Regions from separate parts of the Mus musculus genome. Here all the other regions are linked to region 2. A link is a contact called in public promoter capture Hi-C data. All regions are on one chromosome and are shown on one strand. Each heading gives the region's core, a stretch centred on a gene start, on an enhancer-like site or on the middle of the called end of the contact. The rest is flanking DNA. Distances are from core to core; before and after follow the strand shown. Region 1 overlaps Crocc2 (ciliary rootlet coiled-coil, rootletin family member 2). Region 2 holds the start of Bok (BCL2-related ovarian killer). Region 3 holds the start of Pdcd1 (programmed cell death 1).

The links. Promoter capture Hi-C pulls out the DNA fragments that hold promoters and counts their contacts.
Region 1: a contact with region 2 is called in a promoter capture Hi-C map of cranial neural crest. The contact joins the enhancer-like site here to the promoter of Bok in region 2. A contact is called at or near these places in 8 of 39 promoter capture datasets (cranial neural crest, embryonic stem cells, frontonasal cranial neural crest and 5 more) and 2 of 115 datasets of contacts at active chromatin or transcription factors (embryonic stem cells and pancreatic cancer cells).
Region 3: a contact with region 2 is called in a promoter capture Hi-C map of stem cell-derived epiblast-like cells, with 4 times the contacts expected there. The contact joins the promoter of Pdcd1 here to the promoter of Bok in region 2. A contact is called at or near these places in 2 of 39 promoter capture datasets (the HPC-7 cell line and stem cell-derived epiblast-like cells).

What each region holds. Positions count from the first base shown.
Region 1 is chr1:93,209,185-93,211,884 of GRCm38.p6, forward strand. It overlaps Crocc2 (ciliary rootlet coiled-coil, rootletin family member 2), which reads left to right. Exons shown (of 32, transcript NM_001310428.1): 21 at 50-193. Among named protein-coding and RNA genes, the nearest start is that of Sned1, 25 kb to the right of the region's middle. Within about 2 kb of position 1,322, at least 109 of the 459 cell types and tissues checked have an H3K27ac peak or open chromatin away from gene starts, as enhancers often do. A contact at or near this core is called in second pharyngeal arch cranial neural crest, where this site is marked.
Region 2 is chr1:93,684,238-93,686,937 of GRCm38.p6, forward strand. Bok (BCL2-related ovarian killer) reads left to right here and starts at 1,338. Exons shown (of 5, transcript NM_016778.3): 1 at 1,338-1,617; 2 at 2,181-2,432. The coding sequence starts at 2,210.
Region 3 is chr1:94,051,137-94,053,836 of GRCm38.p6, forward strand. It overlaps Pdcd1 (programmed cell death 1), which reads right to left and starts at 1,417. Exons shown (of 5, transcript NM_008798.2): 1 at 1,279-1,417. The coding sequence starts at 1,354.

The DNA.
Region 1 (2,700 bases), core at 72-2,571, 480 kb before region 2:
AGGCCTCGGACCAGCCTCCCTCAAATCCAGTGGTCTCCCCACCCCCCAGGCTACCGTTACCACCATGACCAAAGAGCTGAGAACCCTCCAGGTCCAGTTTGAAGAGGCCATCTCTACCCACCAGAGAGAAGCTGACACTCTGAGGGAGAAGCTCCGTGAGATAGCGGCCGAGCGAAGCAGCGTGAGGAGAGAGGTGAGACGGGGTCTCTAGAGGAGCGTGAGGAGGACCCTGAGAGAGCAGGAATGCAGGAGGAGGGAGAATATCCCAGGACCAGGAGGAGACAAATGACTGCCCCCATTCGGTCTGGCAACCAGAGGCATCTCTCAGAGTAGTGAAATTGTGCCTGGCTCCTGACCTCAGCTGGAGAAAGCTGGCCCTGGCCTAATAGAAGGTATTATTTCTAGCCCAGAGTCGTAGATCTGGCTTCAAAAGGACTAGACCTGACAGAGCAGAGCCATTACTGCGAGAAAGCAAAGCTACCATAGCTTGCTATAAGTAGATGTAAGGCCCCATCATGGCCACCACCGGGCCTGCCTCACCCCAGAAAGGCCACAGAGCACCTCACCTGTGCTCCTGTTGGGATAGCTAAAGGCTGACTAACTACCCAAGGAGGCTAGCCATGGACAACTGGCTAGAAGCACATAACACAGGTCCCAGTGCCTCCACAGCCTAACCTTCACTTCTACACAATTCAGGGACTGGGACTCAGATGTAGGGAGCTGTATCCTCCCAAAGACTCTCAAGGCCACTGTGACACAGGGGTGGGAGGGCTCTAGCTAAGAAATCTATCCACCTAAGGAGCCATGGGGAATCCCCGGAGAGTTAGACTCTGCCTGCATAAGAGGCCTAGACTCCATATTGGATGGAGTAAAGTGGAAGGATGCTGAGTTTAGGAAACCCAGGGAACAAAGGCAGGAAAAGTAGGATAGTGGTGGGATTTTCAGGGACAGTCATGGGCCCTGATGCTCACACCAGGGCTCCAGGAGCCACATGATCATGACAGGGTGAGGGGCAGTCTTAGGCGGGGCCAGAGGAGGCCACAGCTAGGCCAGGCAGGGGCCCAGCGGGCAGCAGATGGAAAGGTGTTTCTGAGGAGTTCTGACAGGACTTGGGGGCGCCTGGGAGAGGCAAGGGCAGGAGGGTGTGTGGACTGAGATGGAGGGGGGGGTCAGCCAGAACCCAGGTGGGGCCTGTGGGGACAAAGCGGCCTCACAGCTCCTGGGCTGTGTGCCAAGGCTGGCAGGCAGGGCAGCTGGCCTGGTGTGGTGAGGAGAGGGCTCTCCCTCCCCAACACACCCCAAGGGGCCGGCCAAGAGCCCGGGAGAGGAAGAGAGCATGACTGAACATGACAGGCTGTTTATATTGGCCCCAAAGAGAGAGAGTTCCTTCCAACAGATTTCAAAGTCAGGCCTGGTCAGCGGCCACATGGAGAAGCGAAGTGCGATTTCAAAACCGGGGGCAGAGAGGGAGGGATCTGGAGAGGGGGCCTCGCTCACTCTGGAGAGATGAGGGCCATAAGCTTCGGGGCAAGGTCGAGTTTTCAGGAAGGAAGCCTCCCAGAAAGTGATAAGGGTGACAGGTATCTGAAAGGTAGAGGACCAGGTGGAAGAGATGATTGCAAGAAGGAATGAACAGAGGAGTGTCCCAGGTGCCATGGCTCAGAATTTCCCCGCTCTCAAGACGGAGCACTTTGCAGACCTTCTTGGGGGTCTCACACATGTAAATATGCACACACATGCAGACCTGCATGTTGATACCTCCCACCTGTGTGTACATTTAAGATGTACATCTATGAATGCATATACACTCTAAGGTGTAGGCATACTAAGCAATGTGTATACGCACATCCCATGCATTCCCATACACACGTGCGGGGCTCACATATGAAAGCCCATGAGGACACTGCAAAAACATACACATGTGCATGTAGATGATCAGCAAACACACATGTGCATTATACATCTATTATACATGTGTAAACAGGCATTTGCACGCATGCACACACATCCTTTGGGTGTGCGCCAACGCACACGTGTATCCCTTCACTCGCGTATGCATGCATGTATGCACACACAGGCCACCCCACTGCTGCACCCCTCCCCTGCTTGCCTCGCTGCCCTGCTCCCTGCAGAGCTCTGGAGTTGCCTCCCTGCAAGAAATTTCAAAAAAGACTGTTTATACAACTTCTAGTAAAGAAATAATTATAATAATCACATTAAGCGATTTGGCTGTAAAATTCCTGCAAAAGGGATGGATGTCCTCAGGAGAGGGTGGGTGGGGTGCTGGACTGCAGGGGAGGAGGTGGCCTGGCAGCAGGGGGGCCCTTCCCCCATTTGTTTTGCTTATTTTCATCTCCCCTGCTCCGGGAAATGAGTGCAGCTCCTTTTATGATGGACAGGCCCTTTCCCTGGTCCTTGACCTTCTGGGTGAATTCTGCTGAGCTCAGCGGAAAATGCTCTGCACGGTTGTGGCTCCCACATGTGGGGGGTGGGAGGGGAGCAGTGGGGAGGCCCTGGCCCTTCCCAAAAACAGAACAACAATAACAGCGGGCGGACTCTGGAGCCAGGCCGGCCAGGGGCCTGGACAATGTCCCGTGAAAACAGCCAGCGAAGAGGGGTTTGCTTTTGGCAAACCAGCCACTCAACACCACTGAGTTCTTGTGGCTTCCTCTCTCAGCATGTCCCTGCTGGCTTCCTCCA
Region 2 (2,700 bases), core at 88-2,587:
CTGCTCTTCCGGAAGTACTGAGTTCAATTCCCAACAACCACATGGTGGCTCACAACCACTTATAACTGTAGTCCTGTGAGATCCAATGCTTTCTTCTTGTGTGCAGACATACATCCAGATAAAACACCCATCTACATAAAACACATAAATAAACCTTTTAACATTTTCATTGTGATTTATTATTTATTGCCTCATTATAAGTACGCTGTTTCATTTCCAAGCATTTGGAGACTTCCACTGGTTTTTCTGCAATTTAGCTTTAATTCAGAGAGTAATTACTGTATGATTTTGGTTCTTTGAAATTTGTTGACACTTGTTTATGGTTTCAGGTGTAGTCTATTTTGGTGTGCGTGTGTAGAATATGCATTTTATAGCTCTAAGTGAAGTGTTTTACTTACACAAACTAGGTCGAGTTAGCAAATCCCATTGTTGAGATTTTGCAGTTGGGTCCAAAGATGAAGGAGAAGACCAGAGTCTAGTAGATGATGTTGACTTTCTTGGAAATCGGTATGGAAAAAGGGAGCTCGGATTCACTGCCACACTGTTCACAACGATGTCTGTGATCCAGCATAGGTCTAAGTATGAATCCTAAAGTAACTAAGCTTCTGAAGACCGCTGTAGTCTAGTACTCCGGAGCCAGGGGCTGGGTGATTCCTGCAGGTTGGACCAGCTGGTCAACACAGAGCTCCAGACAAGCCTCTCTCTCTTTGTGAGTCTCTCTGTCTCTGCCTCTCTCTGTGTCTCTGTCTCTCTCCCTCCCTCCCCTTTTTCTGTCAAAGGGAAATACCCTAATGAGAGATAACTAACTACAAAAGATTATATATTGGATTGGATATAAATAAGTCCAGCTCATTAAAAGCAAAGCTAGACTTGAGTGGGAATGGATGGGTATTTGTAGTATCTTCAACCATGTACATACCCAAGTCTTCACCACACTCCAAAGGCTCTATTAAGCCAAGAATGCAGAATCTATTTTTAAATATTTACTTATTGTTATTTTTGTTTTGTGTATGAATGTTTGCCTGCCTCCATGTCTGTGAATCCCCGTGCATGCCTGGTGTCCTTGGAGATCAGAAGAGGGCATCAGATCTCCTACAACTTCAAGAATCCAGGATCTTTAAGGAGCCTCTATAAGACAATAAGGAAATATAAGTCAGCTCATTTTAAAATGGAACTTGGTGCGCCCCAGTGGGTTGGTGTCAGAGCTGGATGTTCTTCGCGCTGCCTGCCGGGACAGCTCCAGTCTGGCGGCGTTCCCGGGCGCATCCCGAGAACTTGTGCTGGCCTTTCTTAAACCAGGGAGGCGTTGGGCAGAGCTGGGCTGCGGCTCCGCCCCCGGGGGTTGCCGTTTCCTTAGAAGGCGAAGCCCTAAGCCTGGCTTCTCGCCCGCGGGGAGACCGCGGTACGCCTCCCGCACCCCTCGGGACCAGGACTTCTGCGAGCGCGCGGGAAGACCGGCGGAGCCTGTGCTTCAGCTCGGGTGTGGACGGGGCGGGCGCTGGGGCGGGGCGCGCGCTCGCGGGTTTGAATGGAAGGGTCTAGACCGCCGGAGACGGCAGCGAGCGGGTCCTGAAACCAGAACTCCACCGCCGCCCCGCGCGCCATGAGGCGGGAGAGGTGAGTCGGGCGGGCGTGGCGTCGGTGCCCTGGATGTAGCACCATGGGAACAGCGACACCGGGGACAAACACGGGCTCTGCGAGGTGCGCAGGTGCGTGGTCTCCGAGCCCGGGGACTGCCGCGCAGTTTGGAGCCTTCCTTAGGACCCCACTCGTCGGCAGGGAGGAGCCCGCGGGGTCCTGCTTGTCGGCTGGTCGCAGCAGGCTACTCTGCATCCTCTTCTCCCCCAAATTGGTCCTGGAGCCTGGGCGCTGTGATTAAAGAACCTATCGCCACTTCCCTGCGGTGTTTCCAACCCCTGACCACCGCTGGGATCTGCGAGATTTAATTTAGAACCTAAAAAGAACCCGAGACTTTTAAAAGATTTGGGGTGCAAAACGAGAGGCTATCGGAAACCGGCCCTTTTTGAGGGCGGCGCACAGCCAACCTCCTGTGTTGTTTGAATCGCGCACGCGGTGGGGACCGCTGTGCCTCGGGCCGCGCTTCTGGGTCTCCTCCCGTGGCGGGAGTCCTTTCGCCACCTGGCTGGAGGCGGTCCGGTCTGAACTCAGTCTATTCGTAGGTGTGGCGCCTCTCGCCCGCGCTTCGGCCATGGAGGTGCTGCGGCGCTCTTCTGTCTTTGCAGCGGAGATCATGGACGCCTTTGATCGCTCGCCCACAGACAAGGAGCTGGTGGCCCAGGCTAAGGCACTAGGCCGGGAGTACGTGCACGCGCGGCTTTTGCGCGCCGGCCTCTCCTGGAGCGCTCCAGAGCGTGCCTCGCCTGCCCCTGGAGGACGCTTGGCAGAGGTGTGCACAGTGCTGCTGCGCTTGGGTGAGTGTGGGGCACCAGCAGGTACCATCCCAGGCCGCCCCTCTATAGCTGGTTGGATGGGCCTGCCCGCAGTGTTTCAGGGTTCCCGGTACAGCTGTTCTGCACAGACATTCCCTTCTTGTGACATGACCAGCCCTTCTGCGGTTGTGCCTCACCCTCCCGCTGGCGCTGAGAGAGGAGGCGTGCGTGGGAGCCCAAATCTGTCTGGAATGGAGAGGGTGCAAGGATAGGCCACCCAGGCTGGCGCTGCTCTTTGTCCCCAGGCTTG
Region 3 (2,700 bases), core at 167-2,666, 370 kb after region 2:
TTTGTCAGAGACAATCTACAGTAGGCCTGCATAAATACATCTGTATCTCCATATTGTCTCATCAAAGCTTCATTTGCGGACATGCCCAGTGTGCCAGGTCACCAGAGTGAGTCATAGTCCCCTTTCTGTCTCAGTTGCTTCTCTCCAATGACACATAATCCTTCCGACTTTGCTCCGTGGGTTTCCTGACAAGGTTTCCCCAAGGGACATCTTTCACCCTAGGGCCTCAGACCATCTACCATGTTCAGGTCTGTTTCCTCCATCCAGTCTTGACAGCAAACCATGGGCTATCTTAAGAGGGTACGTGGAGGGAAAATGTCCCTGGCTTCCCAACCAGCCTTAGCCTGCAACCCAGGAGAGGGCCTGTGGTGGTAAGCACCCAGCACCCAGCTCCCAGTCCCATCCTGTTTTCACGGTAGTGAAGAGGCTGGGGTGAAGGTGACTGGGACGTCATATGAGCAAAGGAACATCATTGCAGGTCAAAGATGTTAAGGCAGCACAAGAGTATAAGCTTGTCTAGGCCACAATTCCATGCGCCGCAGGTGTAGCTCTGACCTAGGAGTTTGTTGACATCCAGGAGAAACAAAGTTCCCTCTGGTCCCAGGACCAGGTTCTCAGTGAAGGTTGGCTCAGTCCAGAGGGTGGGCAGGGGCCAAGGGGTACAGGGTAGTGAGGAGTAAGGAGTACAGGGAGCTGTGTTTTCACTGTGAGGAATTTGAGCAGGATTCCTGGACCTCTCCGTTTCACACACCCCCCACCCCCAGGATGCTATGAGGCCAGGGATATGAACTCGGGAGTCCCCCAGAAATGCTAGCACGGGAAGCTTGTCCATGAGGGTAGACAGCTGATTATACTCTTGGATCTTCAGTCATCTATACAGTGTGTAGGGCAGGCTCCATGTAGGGATGTCCCCAACCATAGAAAAACATAGAGAAAGGCCAAGGATACCAGGGCCTGCCAGAATCCTGAAGCAGTGGCTGAGGTCAGAGCTCTGTTCAGACCTACCATCGCTTCACAGAGAGGGACACAGAAGATCAACTGACGTTAGATAAATGTTCTGTCTGTCTAAAAGCAAGGAGGGGGTGGATTTTGAGCCCCAGGGGGCATTTCACCTGTAAAACCCACCTAAAGCCAATCTGTGTAACCAGGAGCCAATCCGTGTAACCAGGGACACAGGTGTTCCTCCCCTCCAGTAATAGGAACCGAGGGTGAACGTTTCTTCAAGCCCTGCCCCAGCCACCAACCCCAATTGATCCCACATCCCTAGGAGCCACATACCTAGAAGCCACCCTGATTGCCAGCTCAACTGCAGCACAGCCCAAGTGAATGACCAGGGTACCTGCCGGACCCACATGCCCAGAGCCCCTGGCAGTGTCGCCTTCAGTAGCAGTCTCCTCTTCCTCCTCCCCGCTGCTCAGGCAGAGTTGTCTGTAGCGGAAAGGAAACTGTCCCAGGTCATGTTGGAGGGAGGAGACCTGTTCTTGGCTCCCGCCCCCTCTTCCTCCACCTCCACAAGGGTGGGAGAACAGGCAACTAGAGGTGGGGGAGGGGCATGGAAGGGGGAGGGGAGTGGGAGGGAACGATGCCTGGGAGGAGCAGGTAAGGGACTAGTGAGAGATTGGGGAGCAGAGAGGGGGGGTTCTCTCTGACTAGCTGTCCTTGCCTCTTGTCCTGCTATGGGGTCCTCTCCATTTCTAGCCCCTCTTGTGGGTAGGTTTGGTCTTTTCCATTCCTGGTACCCCGATCGAGCCTTAGCTCCCAGGGCTGAGAGAGACTGAAACTAGGGCCAGACTCTTGTCCCTTTGGAGGGTGGGTGTCGAGGCCTGGCTTTGGTACCTATGGCCGCAGCGAGGGCAAGCTGGACCCTCCCCTACCTTGTCTGCCATGCGTGGCCTTGAATGCCCTGAGCTATGCCTTAGTCCTTTACTACTGAGGAGCAAGAGCCCAGCTATCCCACATGCTCCCGTTTGATGGGTCAGAGGAGGCCTCGAAGGGCTATAGTGAACATTTCCTAGGACCCGAGACGATGCCTTTCCTCTCCAGACACCCCTGTAGGTTCAGAAAGACCCTGGGCCTGGTCTTGCTTTCTCTTAAGGCTTTTCTTCCTTTCAAGATGCTGGATCTGCTGCCCGGATCTCACTGTTTTCTCTGCTTCTATAGTTGTCTTAGGTTTGCTAGCTCTGCTGCCCTGCATCTTTCTCTTCCCCTGAGAAAAACCTAACACCAGGCTGGGGTAGACTCAATTTCTAGGTCTTTCCCAGTCAACTTTCCTCAGTCCCTAGGAGGTGGAGGCCCACCTCACCTCCTGCTTGTCTCTCTGGGATTAGGTGGGGTGGGCCGACTTGTGTGCATGCATAGTACCTGGCTGGCTAGTCATTTCTGGGGCATTCTGATGATTTAATCATTCTGCTCTCTGTGTTTCGCCACAGTGAATGGGAAAAAAAGGGAAAACGAAACTGCTAATATTAGCAATGAGATGTGTGGGTCTCACCACCCTAAAATAGGCAGCCCGCCTGGAAACCATCTGGCAACTGCCTCAGCCACCCAGGTTCAGAGGCACTAGCTTGGTGGGGAAGGAAACATTACTTTGAACAGCACAGAAATGGAAAAAGAGTGTGAGGCACAGACTGGCCGCCTCCAGTCTCAGCATGGGGCCTGTGGGCAGAAGCTAGGGGGATCCCCTCCCCACGCCTGGCTGTT